Linked DNA regions of Mus musculus: all the other regions are linked to region 7. The links are chromatin contacts, called in public ChIA-PET, Hi-C and HiChIP or PLAC-seq maps. All regions are on one chromosome and are shown on one strand. Each heading gives the region's core, a stretch centred on a gene start, on an enhancer-like site or on the middle of the called end of the contact. The rest is flanking DNA. Distances are from core to core; before and after follow the strand shown.

Region 1 (2,700 bases), core at 125-2,624, 410 kb after region 7:
TCATTTAGAGCTTTCCCACACTAAGACACCCTGTAAAAAATTTTCAATAAGTAAGATTTGAGTGTATAAACCGAATTCAAGATTTATTTTTATAAAACCAAAGTCTCCAGTGACGAGCAGGGTGTGTGGCCCTGGCCTGAGCCCTCTTGGGCCTTGAGCTTGGATGTGAATCACCTGCGCAGGCCCACGCCTCCAGGCACAGAAACCTCACCACAGTTTTGGAAGCAGGATGGTAACAGCTGTTGTCTAGGTTCTCTGTCCCTAGGAAAGGATTCTGGAGGGGATACCCAGAGCTGGGCTAGAAGGACCCTGCTGTGGCCAGTGATGGCTATGCGCAGAGCTCTGCTGTGCTTTTCCGTTATCTTTCTGTGTCTCAGTCGTTTGAAGTAAGATGGGTGGATGGACGGACTGCTCTTCAATAGAGGAAGCTGACGTAACAGCCACATGCTCACTGATGCATCAGAAGAGGAGAGACGGGCCAGGCGGTGGTGGCGCACACCTTTAATCCCAGCACTCGGGAGGCAGATTTCTGAGTTCAAGGCCAGCCTGGTCTACAAAATGAATTCCAGGACAGCCAGGGCTACACACACACAGAGAGAGAGAGAGAGGAGAGAGAGAGAGAGAGAGAGAGAGAGAGAGAGAGAGAGAGAGAGAGGGAGGGAGGGAGGGAGGGAGGGAGGGAGGGAGGGAGGGAGGGAGGGAGGGAGGGAGGGAGAGAGAGAGAGAGAGAGAGAGAGAGAGAGAGAGAGAGAGAGAGAGAGAAGGAGCTGGGCATCATAACACATACCTGCAACCTCGGAATCAGGGATGTGTGGAGGAGAGAGAGAGCATTATAGCCTGGCTGGGCCTATAAAAAGGTAGACAGACAGACAGACCAATCTATCTATCTATCTTTGGAAGCCTGAAATGTCACTTTTCAGTGGTGACAAAAATCAAAGAGCAAGTGTGACTTTTTATATCATCATAAAAGAGCAAACCTAAAGAAAAGTGTTGGAACGCTGTCAGCACTCACTGTTGGTGCTGAGTCACTGGAGCGCACCCTTGTGACTAAGCTCATTTCAGGTAAGATGAAGGTGAGTGCAAACCAGTGCTGTCCTTGCTGTGTTCCCATGCCTTCTGCAGGCGGGCCACCCACCAGTAGGACCTGTGTGCCCTCCCCAGAGAGGCTTCCGGGGTGTTGATGCCTCCCCATGGAGGAGCCAGAAAGTAGCTCTGGGCTTCTCCCTGCCCACTGTTCTCTTCCTAAGGAGAGCCTTGGAACTGACTCAGTAGCTCACTCAAAAAAAGTTCTGGAAGTTTGGAAAAGCTTCAGTGCGTCTCTCCACGTCTAAGGACTGAAAAGCATGCGCACCCCTGCCCCCTCAGGCGTGCTTCCCGCCCCCTCACGCACACTTCCCGCCCCCTCACGCATGCCACCATGGGAGCACTCAGCACAGCCTGCCTTCCACACAGAATCCATTTCAGATTTTCATGTAAGCTTCAAGGCTCCTTGACTGTTGGGAAAGCCTTAGGCCAAACCATGACCCCACCATCTCATCTGAGTTAATTGCCTGCTGTATATGTGTTAATTCATCCACTTAGCAGGCGATACCAAGGTCTTCTGTAAGACAGGGTAGTCATCAAACTTAGACACTAAAGTTGCTGAAAAATGAATGTGGTGTTTAGCTGTGGTTTTAGGTGTTTCAATTTTTTAATTATCTTGTCTACTAATGACCAAATTCATACGTTCTTTTTAAAGATTCAGGAAAAGGATAATGTGGGGACGGGGTGGAGGAGGCTGGCGTCTCTGGCTTGGAAGTCAGCTGTGGCTTTGTCTTCCATATTAGTTTATTAGTGTGAGCATAGTCACTAACTTCTATGGGAGGCTTCCACATCTGTAAACTTTACTAACTGCCCCTGCCTAGCAGGAACCTAGCACAGGAACCCACACCTGAGTGAGGGTTAGAGACACCCCCCTCCAGGCCCCCCCAGCCAGCCATTGGGCGGCCCTAAGAAGAGATGGACGACTGGGCAGCAGCCAGCCCCTGGTTTTGATGTGCTTTTGAACCCATATCTGGGCATGACAGTCAGTATGAGGCCTGCCTGTGGCTCTCAAGAGTCCCTCAACTGCCTTAGCACATGGGGGTGGGGCACAGTTGGGTAGGTTGGATTCTGTCTCCCAGGTAAATGCTGCTCCCCACTTTGTGCTCTGTGGATCTGCAGCCACGGTGGACACTAACACTGGTGGCTGGCTTGTTAACATTTTTTTTCCCATGACAATTTTAACTCTCCAGTAGGAATGGGTTTTCCTTCAGTTTGTAAAGCTTTTTCAGAAGAATAGGTTATCTAGCAGACACAGTTTCAGCTCCGAAACATAGTTTCAAGTCTAAAAGAAACCTCTTTGAAGAGACCCTGCCCCCTCAGCATTATCAGAACACATTCATCAAGATTCGGAGTTCCCCAGGAGTGGCCATATTAGTTACGGAATCTAAAAAGCATGGGCAGGATTATCTTATGTGTGCATTAATCAATAGCGTGTTTACCTTACTTATCTTTGCTTCCCTCCAGCAATGCACATGGTTTTTGTTTTTTGGTGGGGTTTTGTCTTTTAGGAGAAAGAGCTATGTTAAAGTGTAATTTTATTTTGTTGGGTTTCTTTCCTTTTTAATTCTAAAAGAAGGTCTTGACCTTTAGTATTAAATGGGCTGATTTGTAAGGATG
Region 2 (2,700 bases), core at 144-2,643, 290 kb after region 7:
GGCATAGCTGACAACCAAGGCTCTATTCTGGGAGTACAGTTTATCTGAAGAAAACATTACGATGAGAAATGCAAAGTCATAAAAATAAAAAATAGAAATGACATTTTGGTCCCCCTGGTAATCATGTCATTTCCTTATGCCTGCACAGTTGCTCTATAGCATAATCATTTTAGTGTTCTATTCAATTTGGTTTAAAGAGAGCAGTAACCTTGTCGTATTTTTCCTGGACTACCAGACTTGCTCTTTTATGAACAAGATGGCCAATCGCTGGTGTGTGTACGTGGGTGTGCAGAAAGCTATGCTCTATCTATAAATTTTAGCAAATGCTGTAATTTGTTTTGGGAATTCGTCGTCAATACTCAACAGCGGCACCAGAAACTGGAAATTTCTAGAAACTATACCTTCTTCAAGATGAACACTATAGTTTTTTTGTTTTTTGTGTTTTTTACTGTGAATTCAGTAGTCAACATTTTCTATTTAGATTTTCCACTTCTGTGAAAACAAAGAACAAACAGCTATACCACACACTCAGGCTACCCCACCGGTAGGGTTTCTCAATTCTTTTGGTAGATTGTTTTAAGGAAAGTTTTATTTTCTTAGGTTCTTTTTTTTTTAATTCCGTGACTACTCCTGTTTTGCAGATGGATAAGTGCACACTGCTCTTTCTTTCTTTTTCTTTCTTTCTTTCTTTCTTTCTTTCTTTCTTTCTTTCTTTCTTTCTTTCTTTCTTTCTTTCTTTCTTTCTTTCTTTCTTTCTCCTTCTTCTCCTTCTTCTCTTTCTTCTTTTTCTCCTGAAGGGCAAGAAGCAACTCTCAACTTTTCAGTTCCATTTTGAGACTCCGGAGCCAGGCGAGAGCAGAGGCGTCTCGGGCAGGCTGGGTGTGGGGCGCGCTTCGGAGCAGGCGCGCCGCGGCGAGGGGGAGGCAGGTGGCAGCGGGGGCGCGCCTCCCTCCGGCCGGCTCCGCGCACGCGACTCGCCGCTCCGCGCCGCGCCGCGGGCCCCGCGCCTCCCAGCGCGCTCGCGCCCTCCCCGCCCTCGCCCCGCCCGGGCAGGGCCCTCCCCCCTCCCCCCTGCCGGCCCCGCGGCCGCCGCCGCCGCCGCTGCTACCGGAGGCGCAGGAGCCTCGCGATAGTGTTTGCATTGGCGGCGCGTGACGCCGCCGCCGCCGCCGCCCGTAACTGATGCAGAGGTTACCCCGCCGCCTCAGCCGCCACCCACCGCCCGCCACCGCCCGGGCGACGCCGGGGCCCGACGCACTGCAGAGGTGCCGGCAGGTTCCGCCCGCGGAAGTGGCCTCGGTCGGCGCGGCCCGCGCTCCGCCCGCGCTCCGGCCCCGGCCCCGCGGCCCCGGCCACTCGCCTCCCCTCGGCGCTACCCTCCCCGCCCGCCCTCCGCCCGGCGCGCTCCCTCGGCGGCGCGGCGCTCCCCTCCCAGCCCTCGCGCCCGCGCTCGCCCTCAGCGCGGCCCCCGCCATGACGGAGGCGGGTGCCGGTGCCGCCGCCGTCGCAGGGGGGGAGTCGGGCTCCCAGAAAGTAGCTTGATGAGTGTCCAAAGTAGCAGTGGAAGTTTGGAGGGGCCGCCATCTTGGTCCCGGCTCTCCACGTCTCCAACCCCGGGCTCGGCGGCGGCGGCCAGGTCCCTGCTGAATCACACGCCGCCATCCGGGAGGCCCAGGGAAGGTAAGCGCCGCCGCGCCCTCCCGCGGGCTCCCTCGGCCCGCGCGGACCCCGGGCTGGGGTGGGGGGTGGCGGTTCGCGGGCGGGAGGCCTGCCCTGGCTCCCTGAGCCTCCTGGCCTCGGGGCTCGGGTGGGTTTGCCCTCGCGGTGCAGCCTCGGCGCGCGAGCCCCCTCCCCTAGCCCGCACTCCTCCCATAGAGGCGGTCCCCGCGCCGCAAGCCGGGCCGCCGGGACCGGTTAAGATGCCCCTCGCCCGCCTCCCGCATGCTCTGGGCTGCCTCGGATCCGAGTCGGATCCCCATCGCGGCCCCTAGAGCGATCCCAACGGCAGACCGACTCGTGGGCAAGGCTGCTCGTGCCACCCCCCCCCCCCCCCCAGATGGTTGCAACTTTCCTTCCTTCGCCATCGGCTCCTGCATGTTTGAACGTTATGCTCGTGGGTTGCAAGTACGCTCGTGTTCCTTTCTGCCCAAGGGTGGTGGGCTTTTTTTTTTTTTTTTTTGGTGGAAATTCCTGCTTGAAGGTTTCTGCAAAACACGCACTGAGATCGGTTACAATTGTTTTCTAAGTTTTCTGGCTCCTTGCATGCAAGTGTTCTGCCACCAGATGTAGCAGTCACACAGCTAGTAAGGCACCTAGTGCTTTTGACTAAAAAATGAACTTGCTGCCTTTAACTTTAAGTATACTCCATAAAATGGAATTCGGGAGAACACTCCTTTACCAGGGAAGAATAAATTTGCATCGGATCTCTTTTAACGCCCTTTTGTCTGGAAAATGCGAAGTCGTATTCGTTAGCAATCGGTAAATGGGCTGTTCGCTCCCGGTTGTCTCGCACAAGGAGATTATCAGCACCTTTAAAAAAAAGAAGAAAACGTTTGAAAGTCCAGCAGTCTAGTAAGCCTTGTAAAGAAATTCAGAGCTTCGGTTTATGAGTCGTTCGGATTATTGTATTTTGAAAATATGTCTATATTTATTATCCATAGCTTTGGTAATTGCTAATCAAATGTTTCTTGCCCGGATCCA
Region 3 (2,729 bases), core at 29-2,528, 380 kb after region 7:
GGCTTGCTCTGTAACCTAAGTTTCTTTCGAACTTGCAATCCCCTTCCCCCATACACACATACTCTGAGATTACAGGTCTACAACCAGCCTATATTCTGTAATAGACATAATATCCACTAGTTTGTAGACTCTCAACTCTTTGGAAAATTGTTTTAGATACATCAATGGGAAGTGCTATTAAATTTGTATTTATTAATGTAACAGGTAGAAATTTCAAGTTTCTTTTTGCTTTTACATTGTCATCTTTTATTTCAAAATACCAACAGTTTTAAGAAAGTATCACTTCATATTAAAATTTCCCTTGCCTTTTATAAGCTTATCTAAAATATTGTTGGATGATAAAACATATGTTTAAAATCTATCTCAAACTTTGATTAGATGGGGCTTGGGTTTTGCTTTGTTTTGTTTTTAGTTCATTTATTTAAAAGAATCTTAGTGTGTATACTAGTATATTTTGATCACCATGCTAGATAGTAAGAATAAAATAGAATGTGTGTGTGTAATATGTATACTGTCTATTTTAATGAAAAGATTAGCCTAACCAAACTCATTCTGGTGTAGTTTTATAGGAAAGGTATTTTTCAGTAAGGACAAGATACTATGAAATACTGTGTAACCACATACTTCCTCTTATCTGGAGGTTTAGGGAACACTTCCTTTAAAGACTGTATGAAGTGAGACCTGTAGGATGTTTTGTTTCACCAGAGTGGGACCCATGGGGCTAGAGAGATGACTCTGCTGTTGAGAACACTTGGCTACTCTTCCCGAGGACCTAAAGCCCAAGGTTTGGTTCCCAGCATGCAGGTGATGGCTCACAGCTTTCGGTAACTCCAGTTCTAGGTGAACTGATAGCCTCATCTGGCCTTTAGAGGCACCAAACACACTTGTGATGCACATGAATACATAGGCAACACACTCAGTTGGTTGTGTTGGTGCACACCTTTAATCCCAGCATTCAGAAGCAGAAGCAGACGGATCACTTTGAGTTCCAGGCCAGTCAGGGCTACACAGTGAGCTCCTGTCTAAAAAGAGAATGAACAAACAACTTTCATACACAAAACAATTAAGTATATGCTTAAAATTTTTTAAAAGAGTGGGGCCAACAGAATAGAGTTTTATACTATGTGATCCTTTTGATATATTTTTAGTTGTGGAAAATAATGGAAGATTAATGTGGTTTCATTTGTTCCTTTTTACACAGGCAACAAGAATGGGTGAATCAACAAAGGGAAGACATTGAACGGCAAAGAAAACTTCTAGGCAAACGCAAACCTCCCACAGCTAATAATTCTCAGGCACCTGCTACCAATTCTGAAGCCAAGCAAAGAAAGACCAAGGCAGTCAATGGAGCGGAAAACGATCCCTTTGTTAGGCCAAATTTACCACAACTGTAAGCTTCTTTTAAAATTTTCACTTACATTGTTAGCAGTGAGCGAGAATGCTAATAATAATGTTATTCATAATTGATATAGCAAAAACAAAAGTACATATAGCCAGGAAATATGTTAACTGAAAAGTTATCTCTGACATAATCTCCAAGCCTGAATGTTTTCAGTGGATTTTGAGTGGGATTTACCCCCTTTCGTATCTGAATCAGTTGCCTATACCACTGCAGTGTTCAAATTAATATTGTTGGCGGTTTATTTTCTGAATGTATAAATGTACTTCACAGGTAGTTTCAGACAGTTGTTTCTTTTTTCTGTTTTGTTTTCTAAATTTTCTATGTCAATTGCTCTTTGTAATTCAAAGAACAAAGATGCTTAGATAATAGTTACATGTTTATAGAAGATTTGGGAAGTTGTACAAAGATTTATGTGAATAAAGATGTAGATACCCTTGGACGTTCTATATAGACACATTTGTGTCTCCTTATTGAGAAAAGGTTCTTTGACCCTCATTCCTGCCATGTCAGGGACTTTTAAAGCAGTGAGCAGGAAGCAGAGCTCTCATACATTACAAACACAGCTCCATTTGTCCCTCTACACACATACTGCCTAGGTCTTGTGTTTTCTGCACTATTATACCCCAGTCTCTGGCATATTATTCATTCATTAGTCTTCCTTTTTCCTTTCTCTCCCCTCGGTTCCATTTTTATCAAATCTTTTGCCGGGGTGATCTTTAATTTCTGGATTCAAGCAGTCCTCCTGTCTCAGGCTTCCAAAAATCTGACACTACATGAACAGACCAACATGGCCACTTCTTCAAATTCTATCTCAGAATCACTTCTTCAAGTCATTTCTAATTTTGTTCTAAATTCAATTAGAATACCCAACTGTTGGTTTAAAAAGCACTAAGGTTCTATATTCAGCAACACAGTGGCTATCTTAAAAGTGCTGGGCTTTAACTCTATACCTAATGACACTAGTCCTTTAACACCTGGTCTTTTAGTTCTTCTCTTGAGACACCTGGTCCTTTAACCCCGCCCCTATTGATACCTGGTCCTTTAACTCTGCCACTGTAGACACCTAGACCTTTAACTCCTCCCCTGTTGATACCTGGTCCTTTAACTCCGCCCTATTGATACCTAGTCCTTTAACTCTGCTTGTACAGATACCTAGTCCTTTAGTTCTACTCTATAAATAACCTAGTTCTTTATTTACCTCTGCCTCTATAGACGCCTAGTCTTTTAACTCTACCTCTATAGATACCCGGACCTTTAATTCTTTAGCAGTATTTTATAGTTCTTCACATAAAAGTCTTTAACCTCTTGATTTAAATTTATTACTTGA
Region 4 (2,700 bases), core at 86-2,585, 430 kb after region 7:
GCCGCGATACCGTTAAGTAGCTACAGAGCGCAGCTCCTCTCTTTCTCTTTAAATGCCATCTTACCACAGGCATCTAAAGCAACAGCAGCAGCTACAAAATGGTGTCTGAATAATTCTGAGTTCAAAACAAGATCTGTGTACAGGCAGAATAAAAAGATGTTCAATTAATAGTGTGCCATGGACCGGAACAAAACATCTGCAACTGGGAGTTTTGTGTAAACCGTAATAGAGATGCGACTCACAGAGACCAACAGTAAATTCTTGTTTCCTTGTACAGTTTAGTGAGGTGGTCTGTGTTCTTGCAAACGACTTACAAAGTACAAGAAATGTTGCATGTGGGCACTAGGCATAAAATATTTCATTTCCTTACACAAGGCATAGCAGTGGTACAGGGAACCCAGTGGGTACCCCGCCATCTCTCTTCCAAAGATGAACCTCCCAGAACGGCAGTAGATGCCTGGCAGCAAGCCACCCATGACAACTTTTTTTGGTTGTTTAAAATACAAGCACATTCTCAGATTGCCCTCCTCGGCTGTAACCCCCCGACGTGGTGGGAGGCAAGCCCTCAGCCTCTTGCGTAGTTTCCCCTTAGAATTATGTACAGGACACCTACAGATACGGTACACACTAGTATGAAATCAATGGTAGTTTGCGATTCCAGACCTGACCCCGTGGTTAACTAAACAGACCACGTCGGTTCTGAACATTGGTTCCCAGTTAAGAAGGCTCTGAAGCATCTGCATCAGACACAGGCTTCTCGACGGCCGGGGTGCAGTCGCTGACTCTGTCCTCAACAGTGGTGGGGACCTTGGAAGCAGGAGACGTCACATCCACAGTGAGGGAAGAGGCGTCTGCCTTTGCAGTAGTCATGACAGGGTCAGAAGGTGGGCCCATGGCAGGAAGGGAAGACAGCGGCTCCCCTGCGCTGGCTGCAGAAGAGCCCTCTGGAACCAAAGGGAATGACGGGAGGAAGTCGGACAGCATGGGGAGAGGTGCAATGCCAGGTAAGTTTCGGGGAGGCAAGGAGGGAAGAGGTGGCAAACCTAGGATAGAAACAGCAGAGGTCACATATTCTCCCAGCAACCAGAGCACGGCCATCAAGCTCCTCTACCTGCCCCTGAGAGCCTGCAGCCGAAGCAGAGCTCTTTGCTCACTGCCACCTTTGCTGACCTCTAACTGGAGGCTGGGGCCAAAAGCTTTCCAGGCCCAAGCTCCGTGTACTCAGCCCTGCACTCAGGAGTCTGCCGATGCGACAACAGCTCCCTCCAGAGCCATGGGAAGCAGTGCTCCCTGGCGTTCAAGGGCGCTGGCTGGATGTGAGCTAGGAGGATCCTGCCCAGGCAAGGCGCCTCTTGTCAGCTAAGAGGAGGAGCTGTGGAGGAGCAGCAGCACTGCCTCAAGGGAGCCGCCCTGCACCTGGGGAGGCCCCGCACTGCCTGTGCTGCTCTTGGTGCGTTATTCTGGAGATCTTCAGAGAGGAAAGAGCAAAGGGAAGGCGGATTGTACGGGGTATGTCCAGGACACCACTGGCTGGAGAAGCTGTCCTGTCCTTAGAGGCTTGCTGCATTTAAAGACAGAGGGACCAAGAATATGGGCCCCAGGGAAAAGAAGCAGGGAGTGTGGTCGGTGCAGCTGGGGCTTTCTAGGTCCCTTGTTCTTCAGCCCTGGCACTGAAGATGTAAAAAATGCAAACCTGTCAGAAGTGTGACAATGACAACCACTATTCAGTATGGAGTGATCACTGCAGTGTCATGATGGGCAGTCACAGGGAGCGTCAGCAGGAGCAGGCTTGGGGACTGCTGCTCCCTTTTCACCTGGGCATATGACCTGAGAGCCACCTGCTGGCAGCTGGTGCTCTGGGTTACTATTATAAAACCATCTGTCAACCCCCAGAACACTTAGCTGGCCCGAGTGCAGAGCTGTGGTCCTAGCACTTGAGAGGCTGAGGCAGGAAGTTAATCCAGGCCAGCTACAGTGAGACTCCGCCTGCCCCTCCAATCTCAGAAAAACAAAAATACCAGGCCTGGACTGCACAGAGCAGTCACCAGCATTTCCTGTGGGTAGCATCCTTAAACAGGAAGTGAAGAGAGGGGACTCAAGCATCTTTATTAGGTGACTGTACCACACTGTCAAATTCAGTGCACAGTGCAACTCCACTGATCCTATGGTAGCCTGCCTGGGGCCAAACCTACCAGGGTGTAGAGAAAGGGAGGGAGGCAGAAGGCCGGGTCATGGACTTCTTTCTTCTTCTCCATATAAAAGATGGATACTGATTAGAAGTAGCTGAAATGTGTTTAGCTGAGATGCTCTTTCTGGAAAAGACTGAACGGGAGGCCTCGCTTTCCTGAATCCATGTTTTTATTAGCAATGTCTTAGGAGGGTAAGGCATGCAACATACCCGGGCTCCCGAGCTCTGGCAAACCGACCCCTGGCATGATGTGCGGAGCAGGGAGGTTGAAGTTGGAGAGGCTGGGGAGGTTGGGGAGGCTAGGCAGCCCTGCTGACAAAGGCATCAGACCTGAGCAGAGGGCGAGAAAGAACACAAGGTAAGTCGTTCCCCTGGGAAGGAGACAGGTCATCACACGCTGACAAAAGGATCTCTTCAGAATTCCGACACCAGGGTTCACTGATGAGCGACAACTGAGTCTCACAGAACGCGCTCTGCCTCGTCTGAGGGATCAGGCTGTGAAAGCAGCAAAT
Region 5 (2,700 bases), core at 44-2,543, 340 kb after region 7:
GTTAGAATATTTTGTTTTTTTTTTTTTTTTTTTTTTTTTTTTTTTTTTTTTTTTTTTTTTTTTTTTTTTTTTTTTTTTTTTAAAGATTTATTTATTTATTATATGTAAGTACACTGTAGCTGTCTTCAGACACTCCAGAAGAGGGCATCAGATCTCATTACGGGTGGTTGTGAGCCACCATGTGGTTGCTGGGATTTGAACTTTGGACCTTCGGAAGAGCAGTCGGGTGCTCTTACCCACTGAGCCATCTCACCAGCCCCCAGAATATTTTGTAAATTAAACCTTCATTTCAAAAAATTCTGTTAAAATATAAACGTGATGGATTCCTTTCCTTTCCTTTCCTTTCCTTTCCTTTCCTTTCCTTTCCTTTCCTTTCCTTTTGTTGTTTTTCTGAGATAGGATTTCTCTGTGTAGCCTTGGTTTTCCTGGAACTAGCTCTATAGATCAGGCTGACCTTGAACCCAGCACCTGCCTCTGCCTCCTGAGTGCTGGGATTAAAGGGCTGCACCTCTATGGCCAGCAGTGAACTAAAGACGTCTAAGGGAATGGGAGCATATGGCAGCGGGCTCTTGTTTTTATAGGTGCTGACTGAAACCTAAGCTGCTGAATTTACTGTTTGGAATTAATTGAAAACTAAGAATACAATAATAGATGAGTAATTTGCAGCTAGCAGAGCTAAGAACAGAATATCAATGCCTATTGAAATTGAGGATGGGAACCAAAGCCCAGTCCATTTTACAATTTTGTCTAGAACTAGTATTAGTCGAACTACCTGTTAGATGCTAAGATGAACAAGTCAACTTGTCTAAATTCATGATTTCGTTATCTTTTGTCCACTCCAGATTTTTTGCCAAACCATTTTGAAGTGATTTACATTTTATACTAGTTACTGGACTTTATTTGAAAAAAAAAGAGGCGAGTTTGCTGTTTATGGAAGGGAAAAGATTTTGTAGCTCGTGGGACAATTCACTGAATGGTTCTGAGGCTGAGAAAATGAGACTTGGACAAGGCAGGGCAACTTTGGCCAACAGAACTGTTTCCCTTCTGATTGTGGTGGTCTTAAGGGAAGCCAGCCCATGAAGCAACACCTTTCTCCTCCACCCCATGCTTATGTCTCTCTGAGAGCCTAAGCTCTCCATCTGTGGATCACCCCATGGTAAACCTCTGTCTCCAAAAATATTCACATTTGTGGGCCTGTGTACCAAAGGCTTTCCAAGGAGATCTCTGGCCCGGCCAGAGCAGCCCTGCACTGAGTCGGTTTGGGTTGGGCTGACAAGAGGCTGACTAGCCAGTGAGGAGTGTGGCGGAGCTTCAGGCAGAGCTTCGGGAGAGCAGACCTCTTCCTAAGTGTTACAGCTCTTAGGACAGAAGGCTTGGATGACCAAGTAGTTCTCTCATGCCTTTAATCCTTCCGGATAGGATTCTTATATACAGTTTTGGGGTGGGTAAGGGTCTGTCTGGCAGCAGGTACTTCTCATTGGTTTTGTCTGAGAGCTTTGGGGAAACCTTATTTGCATGTGGGAGGGCTCGGTGCGGCTCCTACATGACTGATGGCCACATACCTCTCTGTGGGGGGCTGGGGAGGCTGTAGCTACCTACTGATAGGAGCCAGGGACCCAGGAGGCATGGCAGAACACCTGCTGTCCCATGCAGGTGGAAATCACCCCCCACTGGGTCACTGGGGTTCCAGACTTTTGCTAGACTGGGGACCAGGTTGTCTGTGCACAGCCCACCACCCCACACACATTATGATCCATAACAGTAGCAAGATTACAGTTATGGAATCATGAAAATAATGTTATGATTGGGGGTGACCACAGCATGAGGAGCAGTGGTAAAGGGTCTGAGCATTAGGAAAGGTTGAGGCTGACTGTTTCTAGGGAAAGAGCTGATTGGCTTCGTTGCTGATTGCTTTTGGTTGTGTTTTCTCTTGTGTTTTTAGCTATAGGCATGGGTCAGGAGTGTGTATGAGAAGGCTCTTTACAGTGTCTGTAGTACACCAAAAATGTAAGGCAGCACAAAACAAATAACCTGATGCTTGCCTACTCAAAGTCCCAGTGGAGGTTGAGTACCTAAGATAGGAAGGGTTAATTGTGTTTGATATCATAAGACTTAAGTTTTGAATTAAAAATTTGAGACAGTGCTTTTTAGGGAGTCAATTTATATTAGATTAGCATGGTTAGATGGGGGCATCTATTGGTGAAGTACAGTACTGCATTCAGTTCTTCACCTCTGCCCCTGAGTTTTCATAGGGTCTGTGTAGCTGCATTTGGAGAACTTCTTACAGGGCCAAGTAGTTAATGTCATATGAATTCTGCCACAGTGCTTTACTTCATTCTGACATGGCACTCAAATAGCCATAGACCAACTGTCATTCAGTGTGTAGTTGGTTACATTCCAGCGAAACTTTGTTAAAATAGGTGATGGGTTAGAGTTTGATGTTCCCTTGTCTCCTGCAGATATTCCCAATAGGATTTTATGGGATAGAATGGCCTTTAATATTTTATGGTCTGATTTATGCTTATTAGCTACATAAGGACTCCTAACAAGTAATTTTCTATTTGTTTAATCTTAAGTGTGAGTGTGTGCATACTTGTGCTATGTGGCATGCCTGTGGGAAAGCCAGAGGATAACTTTGGGAGTTGATCTCTCTTTCTTATTTATTTATTCATTTATTTATTTATTTATTTATTATATGTA
Region 6 (2,700 bases), core at 199-2,698, 440 kb before region 7:
GTTTTGTTTTGTTTTGTTTTGTTTTTTAGATATGGCCTAGCCTGAGCTCAAACTCTCTATGGAGCCCAGGATTACCTTGATACTCTTGTCTTGACCTACTAAGTGTCAGGGTCACAGATACGGGCCAATAAGGCTAACTATTCTCCTTTTTGGTGGGAAGTTTCCTGGGTTTTGTTCTGGGGTTTTGTGATACTAAAGATTGAACTCAGGTCCTCACACCCACTAAACAAGTGTTCTATTACTGAATTATATCCTCACTTATTTTTATGACATTTAAAATTATTATTTGTGGTGTCCTGAAGCAGCTAGAAGAAAGACACCCAAGCTCCTGCCCTGGCCCCAAAGTGGGCGCCATTACAATGAAAGAATATGTGATGGAGAGATGGGAGAGAAAGTGAAGCTGAATGGTTAGTGCACTGTGGTGAAGTGTGGAACTGGGAACACTATGGTGGTGAGGAGCAGGTAAATGTGAGGAGCCTGTGCAAACACCTGAGGCTATGGTGATGGCTGGACCCCGACTGTCACCAAAGGCCATGTATTGTTCTGTGGCCCTATCAAAGCTGGCGTCTGTGCTGATGTCTGTAGCCTGTGTTGACACTAAAGGTTATCCAGATGTTCATGATCCATGCTGCCACCTGAGGCCATAGTGGCATCCTAGCCCAGGATGCCATCGAGAGCCATGCCTGGGCCCGTGGTCCTGCTGCAACCCAGGTCTGTGTTGATGCCTGTGGCCTGAGTTACTACCGAAGGCTATGAGCAGATGTCCATAGCTTCCACTTGAGACCAAGTGGATGTCTGAGGGCCATGCTGCCACCAGGATCACACCAATCTGTACTGTCTGTCACCTAAGGCCATGGTGACTTGGGTCCATGCTGCCAACTGGGGCCCTGTTTGTGTCCATGGTCTTATCATGGCCAAGGTCTGTATTTGTATTGATATCCCAGGCCTGTGTTACCACCAGAGGCCTTTCAGATGCTCCTGGTCTGGATTGCTGCCTGAGGCTATGTTGATGTCTAAGCACTGTACTGAGTTGATCCCACCTTTCACCAGCCACCACACTAGAGAGTTTGCCCTGCTCCTGGCCTGAGCAGCAAGAAAGAGCTGTTCCTGGTTGTGTGGGTGCAGAAGAGCTGACCTGATGGTATGGGCACAGGAGAGCTGGCCTTGATGGCATGATGGAAAGAGCTGGCCCTGTTGCAAGGGTGCAGGAGAGCTGGTGCACTGACAGATTCAGCTACTACGGAGGCCCAGCTCCTGGGCTTTGAGCTAGCCCATCCCAACATCTACCCCACCTATAAGCTGCTGGAGTATGTGAAGAGACCAGTCTTACAGAACCAAAGCTGCAGGGTCTTCATGACCCAATGGAACAGCAGGATAGCCTAGAGCAGTCTCAGTGAGGAGCCAGGACTGACAGTGTAGCAGAAGCCAGAGGCCTGGAACCAGACCCATGACTCACTGCAGTGAACATTGACAAGTAAGTTGTTTGAACAAAATGGTATATTTTGTGACGCACCATGACACACCAAAGCTTCCATGGTGAGGTTTGTTTTTTCTTTTGGAGAGGGCATAACAAGGATGAAGAGTGGATATGGAAGGACTGGGAAATGAGCGGGATTGGTGTGCGTGATGTGAAATTTACAAAAAAAAAAAAAAAAAATCAATAAAAAAGGAAAAAAGACAAAGAAAATGCCCTGAAAGCATGCCTACAGTCAGATCTTATGGATACGTGTATTGACTGAGGTTCCATCCTTCAATGTAAAATAAAATAAGTAAAGCAAGTATTTATGTGTGTGTGTATGGGATCTCTTTTGTGGAGATCAGCTTGTGGGAGCTGGTTCTCTTGTTTGCCACCCAGTTTCTTGACAGAAAGTGCCTTCTCCTGCTGAGATATCTTACCCGGCTTCTTCTTTATGCCAAGACAGGTTCCTGCTAAGTTGCTGTTTAAGCTGGTCTTTAAAGATCTGCCTGTTTGTTTTATTTATGTGTACATGTCTGTGTGTGGATTGAGTTTGTGCTCATCACATGCATGTAGGAGCTCATGAAGGCCAGAAGGGGGCGGTGGAGCCCCGGAACTGGAATCACAGGTCGCTGTGAACTGCCTGAGTGGAGTAATGGGAACCAAACCCCGGTTCTCTGCAAAAGCAGTAATTGTTCTTAATGTCCAGCCATCTCTCCAGCTCTCTGCCTTAAGAAGGAGGGGGAGGAGAAGGGGAAGAAGGGGAAGAGGAAGAAGAGAAGGGAAGAATAAGAGGAGGAGGAAGAGGGAGAGGGGGAGGGAGAGGGAGAGGGAGAGGGAGAGGGAGAGGGAGAGGGAGAGGGAGAAGGAGAGAGCTGTACCATCCATTGCCTTTAAAAAGAAGTGCTTATGATTTGGGTTTAGGCCTGCCACAACCACACCAACATGCTTCTGGTGATAACCACGGGCTGTGCACTAGACTTGTTCTATTCACTGACAGGTGCTCCGAAGAATCAGGAGGTTTGGATCCTATGCCTGACTCCTGACTCTAACTCTAGCTTTCACAGATACAATTATTTTCTGGATCCTGCCCTCATGGTTTGCTGATGAAATTATTTCCCCTTGACTCCGAGGTCATTGTATTACAGAGACTCAATGGTAGTGGGCTTTCCTGCATGTGCAAGGAAGGCCTGGGTCCATTCCCATCACTGTGGAAAAAAGTAATTACCGATATGTGAAATTGA
Region 7 (2,700 bases), core at 179-2,678:
CCCTCAACTACAGCACTCCGTCCAAACATCTAAAGGGTCTCACGGCGTCCGGAGCTGTTCTGGGTGGCTGGAAGCCACGAAGAGGTGTTTGGGACTATTTAATTAAACAGAGGATATTAACAACTCTGGCCAAACGAAAGCGCTCCACCGTGATGGAAAGAGTGCTTCTGGTGGTTGGAACTTTAGAACCTGGATATGTTTTTCTCATTTTAGGGTAGTGGCCAAATAGCTGGGAACTCTGCAGCGAAATGGCTTGGATGCCTACCTCACACCACAGTAGCTCAGCATTAGTATTACCTTCTCCAGATTCCCATGGAAGAAGGCTGACCACTCTTGCTGGAGGCCGTAGCACCGGTTTAAAGCATGCGCGGGGTTGGGGGGGGAGGGCGGGGGGTGCAACACACACACACACACACACACACACACACACACACATTTTTCTTTAGGAACGAAGCCAGTGCTTCTGTTTGCTCATTTGTGGGACTTTTAGTATTGGTGAAGAAGAGGAGGCCTGTTCAGAAGCCAGGCTGCTAGAACCTGTTCCGAGCCTCTCAAACAGTTTGTGCTAAGCAAGCCCAGCACAACAGCTTGGCTTTTCTGAATGCATTCTCGCTGTCACCGCCTTTTTGGAAAAGTGAAACGTGCGGTGCCCCATTAGCTGAAGAAGACAGTGAAGATGAAGAGTAGAATTGCAGGGGGAGAGAGAGAGAGAGAGAGAGAGAGAGAGAGAGAGAGAGAGAGAGAGAGATAGATGGATCCCGGGCGTCCAGCGGTCCCTTGGGGCCACTCTCAGCTTTCATCTCCCTGTCAGATTCAAGACCACAAAACTCCGCCAAGGAACTTTCGCCACATCAACAAATGGAGCGCAGCCAGGCAGCAGCCGGTGACTGATGGAGGTGCCCAGAACTCCGGAGGAAAGAACAGGACAGGGGAAAGGATGGAGAGGCACCAACTGACGATGCTGCGCGGAGACTTGAGCTCCCCGCCTAGGAGACCTGAAGCAAGTTCAAAGGCCAGCCTCACCGAAGCTGGGGTTTCGCGTCCCTGACTGCGCAGGCCCTGCCCACCTGAGTAACTTTCCCTAGTTTCATGAATTCCTTGGAATCCACGACGGCGTCCCGGGTCCCATCGCGCAGTGACCCCACCAACCCCCTCGAGGATCCCAGTACCGATGCCCTGGATGAAGACGAAGCCGGTCACCGCGAGCACCGGGTGCCAGTTAAACTCGAGCCCGCTGCCGTTCCAGCCAAGCCCCTCTCGGAAGTGCAGGACCCAGATGAGCACGAAGATCACCGACAGGAAGCCCACGAGCAGCGCGGACACCAGCAGCCCCAGGAAGCCCCGGTAGCCCTCCATGGCCATCAGCACCCCATGCTCCACGACAGCCTGCTGGAGAACTTGGTGTTGCGGCCGTGGCCTCGGGGTACTGGCCCGGCGGTGGGGCCGGGGCGGCGACTTCTCGGCGCCGTCTCCGCCCGTGGGGAGGGGCTTTCTTAGGGTAACAGGCTGTGGGGCCTCCCGGGGGTGCCGCGGGCCCAAGCTCCAGACGGTCCCACCCCTTATCCCCCATCCTCCACCCCCGATCACGCGGCTGCACCGTGAGCTCTGGCTGCCGTGGTGGCCACCACCTGAAGAAGCATCCAACCTCCTTGAGTGTGAGTCAGTTCCTCACCAAGACAGCGCCCAGGAGCTCAAGCCTACCACTTTGCTTCAACTCTATGCGCCTTGTTTCCTTATTCTTGTGGAGGGCGGTGGTACACACTCTTTGTCACCAGAGACAGATTCACTGAAAGTGGTGAAGCCTGCGGTTGTAGTTATCCAGGCTTCCTGACCCCCCAGAGGGTCTGCTGCTGAGGGCAGCAGTGGACTTGGCCTTACCGTGTAAGGAAGCACCTGTAGGGATGAGAGTGTAGTGGAGCTCACCTGTGACCCCAACATTCAGAAAGCTGAGGCGGGAGGATAGCCACAAGTGTAAAACCACTCTAAGCTACATAGAGAGTTCCAGACCAGACCGCTATAGAAAGCCTGCCTCAACATCAAAACAGAGAAGAGAGAAAGAGAAGGCTGAAAGCGCAGCTAAATTGGTCTTACTTAGGTTTGCCTAGCGCGCACAAAGACCTGGGCACAGTCCTTAGAACAGTCCTTAGAAGTGACACACCCCTTATAATTTTACCATGGGAAAAGTAGAGGCAGGAGGATCAGATGTTTAATATCATCCCCAGTTACATGGAGAGTGTGAAGCCAGCCTGAGGTACATGCTATCCGATATCAAAAATAGTAACAATAACAGCTGGAAAAGACAGAAATAACAGAATATAAGCCACCTGCAACTTGCAGTTGCGCCAGGGAAGACAGGCAGTCACAGCCCTGGACTTGCCTGGAGTGTGCTAAAATGAGTTTAAAGATGTCTGCCTGCTCAAACCAATGTGAGCCTAGACCTTAAACCTCCCTGAGTGACTTAACTTGATGAAGAGACACTGGCTTCCTGTCCTTTTCCGTTATCCTTGCCCTTCTAGGTGAGACATTGAGCATCACTATCAGAGGAAAAGGGTGCTGGATGCCTCGGCTTCCAAAGTGCATTTGGGAATGCTCCCTCTAGCCCTTAGAGACCTTACAAAACACAGGAAAGGTAGTGTGTGTGTGTGTGTGTGTGTGTGTGTGTGTGTGTGTGTGTGTGCGCGCGCGCGCGCGCGCAAAGCT

What was found. Hi-C and Micro-C count contacts between places; a contact is called where the count stands out from the background. ChIA-PET counts read pairs in DNA pulled down with a chosen protein or histone mark. HiChIP or PLAC-seq counts read pairs in DNA pulled down with a chosen protein or histone mark.
Region 1: a contact with region 7 is called in an H3K4me3 HiChIP or PLAC-seq map of embryonic stem cells, with 30 read pairs. The contact joins the enhancer-like site here to the promoter of Cybrd1 in region 7. A contact is called at or near these places in 21 of 39 promoter capture datasets (the 3T3-L1 cell line, 3T3-L1-derived adipocytes, the C10 cell line and 14 more), 4 of 15 datasets of contacts at CTCF or cohesin (the NIH/3T3 cell line, embryonic stem cells, large pre-B cells and 1 more), 25 of 484 Hi-C or Micro-C datasets (B cells, ECoMG myeloid progenitors, the G1E-ER4 cell line and 5 more), 20 of 115 datasets of contacts at active chromatin or transcription factors (T-cell acute lymphoblastic leukemia, bone marrow-derived macrophages, craniofacial prominence and 11 more) and 3 of 9 other capture datasets (adipose tissue, liver and pancreatic islet).
Region 2: an RNA polymerase II ChIA-PET map of memory CD8 T cells shows a contact between it and region 7, with 155 read pairs. The contact joins the promoter of Tlk1 here to the promoter of Cybrd1 in region 7. A contact is called at or near these places in 2 of 39 promoter capture datasets (hippocampal neurons and pre-B cells), 2 of 484 Hi-C or Micro-C datasets (B cells and bone marrow-derived macrophages), 9 of 115 datasets of contacts at active chromatin or transcription factors (DN3 thymocytes, bone marrow-derived macrophages, cardiomyocytes and 6 more) and 1 of 9 other capture datasets (liver).
Region 3: a Hi-C map of bone marrow-derived macrophages shows a contact between it and region 7, with 19 read pairs. The contact joins the enhancer-like site here to the promoter of Cybrd1 in region 7. A contact is called at or near these places in 11 of 39 promoter capture datasets (the 3T3-L1 cell line, cranial neural crest, embryonic stem cells and 7 more), 2 of 484 Hi-C or Micro-C datasets (bone marrow-derived macrophages and nephron progenitors), 3 of 115 datasets of contacts at active chromatin or transcription factors (embryonic basal ganglia, embryonic stem cells and large pre-B cells) and 1 of 9 other capture datasets (embryonic stem cells).
Region 4: a contact with region 7 is called in an H3K4me3 HiChIP or PLAC-seq map of embryonic stem cells, with 32 read pairs. The contact joins the enhancer-like site here to the promoter of Cybrd1 in region 7. A contact is called at or near these places in 3 of 39 promoter capture datasets (cranial neural crest, embryonic stem cells and frontonasal cranial neural crest), 1 of 15 datasets of contacts at CTCF or cohesin (the NIH/3T3 cell line), 2 of 484 Hi-C or Micro-C datasets (bone marrow-derived macrophages and embryonic stem cells), 10 of 115 datasets of contacts at active chromatin or transcription factors (embryonic basal ganglia, embryonic forebrain, embryonic stem cells and 3 more) and 3 of 9 other capture datasets (embryonic stem cells, liver and pancreatic islet).
Region 5: a contact with region 7 is called in an H3K4me3 HiChIP or PLAC-seq map of embryonic stem cells, with 7 times the contacts expected there. The contact joins the enhancer-like site here to the promoter of Cybrd1 in region 7. A contact is called at or near these places in 6 of 39 promoter capture datasets (the C10 cell line, the HPC-7 cell line, HPC-7-derived erythroid cells and 3 more), 1 of 15 datasets of contacts at CTCF or cohesin (large pre-B cells), 3 of 484 Hi-C or Micro-C datasets (Th1 cells, bone marrow-derived macrophages and embryonic stem cells), 4 of 115 datasets of contacts at active chromatin or transcription factors (T-cell acute lymphoblastic leukemia, embryonic stem cells, large pre-B cells and 1 more) and 2 of 9 other capture datasets (adipose tissue and liver).
Region 6: a contact with region 7 is called in a FOXA1 HiChIP or PLAC-seq map of pancreatic cancer cells. The contact joins the enhancer-like site here to the promoter of Cybrd1 in region 7. A contact is called at or near these places in 6 of 39 promoter capture datasets (the 3T3-L1 cell line, frontonasal cranial neural crest, hippocampal neurons and 2 more), 1 of 15 datasets of contacts at CTCF or cohesin (embryonic stem cells), 6 of 115 datasets of contacts at active chromatin or transcription factors (bone marrow-derived macrophages, embryonic limb bud, embryonic stem cells and 2 more) and 1 of 9 other capture datasets (embryonic stem cells).

What each region holds. Positions count from the first base shown.
Region 1 is chr2:70,707,890-70,710,589 of GRCm38.p6, reverse strand. Gm38528 (a long non-coding RNA gene) reads right to left here. Exons shown (of 4, transcript XR_866403.3): 2 at 788-847. Among named protein-coding and RNA genes, the nearest start is that of Gm38528, 4.9 kb to the right of the region's middle. Within about 2 kb of position 1,374, at least 19 of the 459 cell types and tissues checked have an H3K27ac peak or open chromatin away from gene starts, as enhancers often do. A contact at or near this core is called in embryonic stem cells and trophoblast stem cells, where this site is marked.
Region 2 is chr2:70,824,173-70,826,872 of GRCm38.p6, reverse strand. Tlk1 (tousled-like kinase 1) reads left to right here and starts at 1,393. Exons shown (of 20, transcript NM_172664.3): 1 at 1,393-1,680. The coding sequence starts at 1,542.
Region 3 is chr2:70,740,715-70,743,443 of GRCm38.p6, reverse strand. It overlaps Tlk1 (tousled-like kinase 1), which reads left to right. Exons shown (of 20, transcript NM_172664.3): 11 at 1,202-1,390. Among named protein-coding and RNA genes, the nearest start is that of Gm38528, 38 kb to the right of the region's middle. Within about 2 kb of position 1,278, at least 22 of the 459 cell types and tissues checked have an H3K27ac peak or open chromatin away from gene starts, as enhancers often do. A contact at or near this core is called in bone marrow-derived macrophages, where this site is marked.
Region 4 is chr2:70,689,001-70,691,700 of GRCm38.p6, reverse strand. Gorasp2 (golgi reassembly stacking protein 2) reads right to left here. Exons shown (of 10, transcript NM_027352.4): 9 at 2,399-2,518; 10 at 1-1,043. The coding sequence ends at 718. Among named protein-coding and RNA genes, the nearest start is that of Gm38528, 14 kb to the left of the region's middle. Within about 2 kb of position 1,335, at least 41 of the 459 cell types and tissues checked have an H3K27ac peak or open chromatin away from gene starts, as enhancers often do. A contact at or near this core is called in embryonic stem cells, epiblast stem cells and pancreatic islet, where this site is marked.
Region 5 is chr2:70,779,339-70,782,038 of GRCm38.p6, reverse strand. The region is part of intron 2 of Tlk1 (tousled-like kinase 1); the gene reads left to right. Among named protein-coding and RNA genes, the nearest start is that of Tlk1, 45 kb to the left of the region's middle. Within about 2 kb of position 1,293, at least 48 of the 459 cell types and tissues checked have an H3K27ac peak or open chromatin away from gene starts, as enhancers often do. A contact at or near this core is called in embryonic stem cells, where this site is marked.
Region 6 is chr2:71,555,624-71,558,323 of GRCm38.p6, reverse strand. No RefSeq gene overlaps it. Among named protein-coding and RNA genes, the nearest start is that of Dlx2, 10 kb to the right of the region's middle. Within about 2 kb of position 1,448, at least 4 of the 459 cell types and tissues checked have an H3K27ac peak or open chromatin away from gene starts, as enhancers often do. A contact at or near this core is called in pancreatic cancer cells, where this site is marked.
Region 7 is chr2:71,116,782-71,119,481 of GRCm38.p6, reverse strand. Cybrd1 (cytochrome b reductase 1) reads right to left here and starts at 1,428. Exons shown (of 4, transcript NM_028593.2): 1 at 1,170-1,428. The coding sequence starts at 1,362.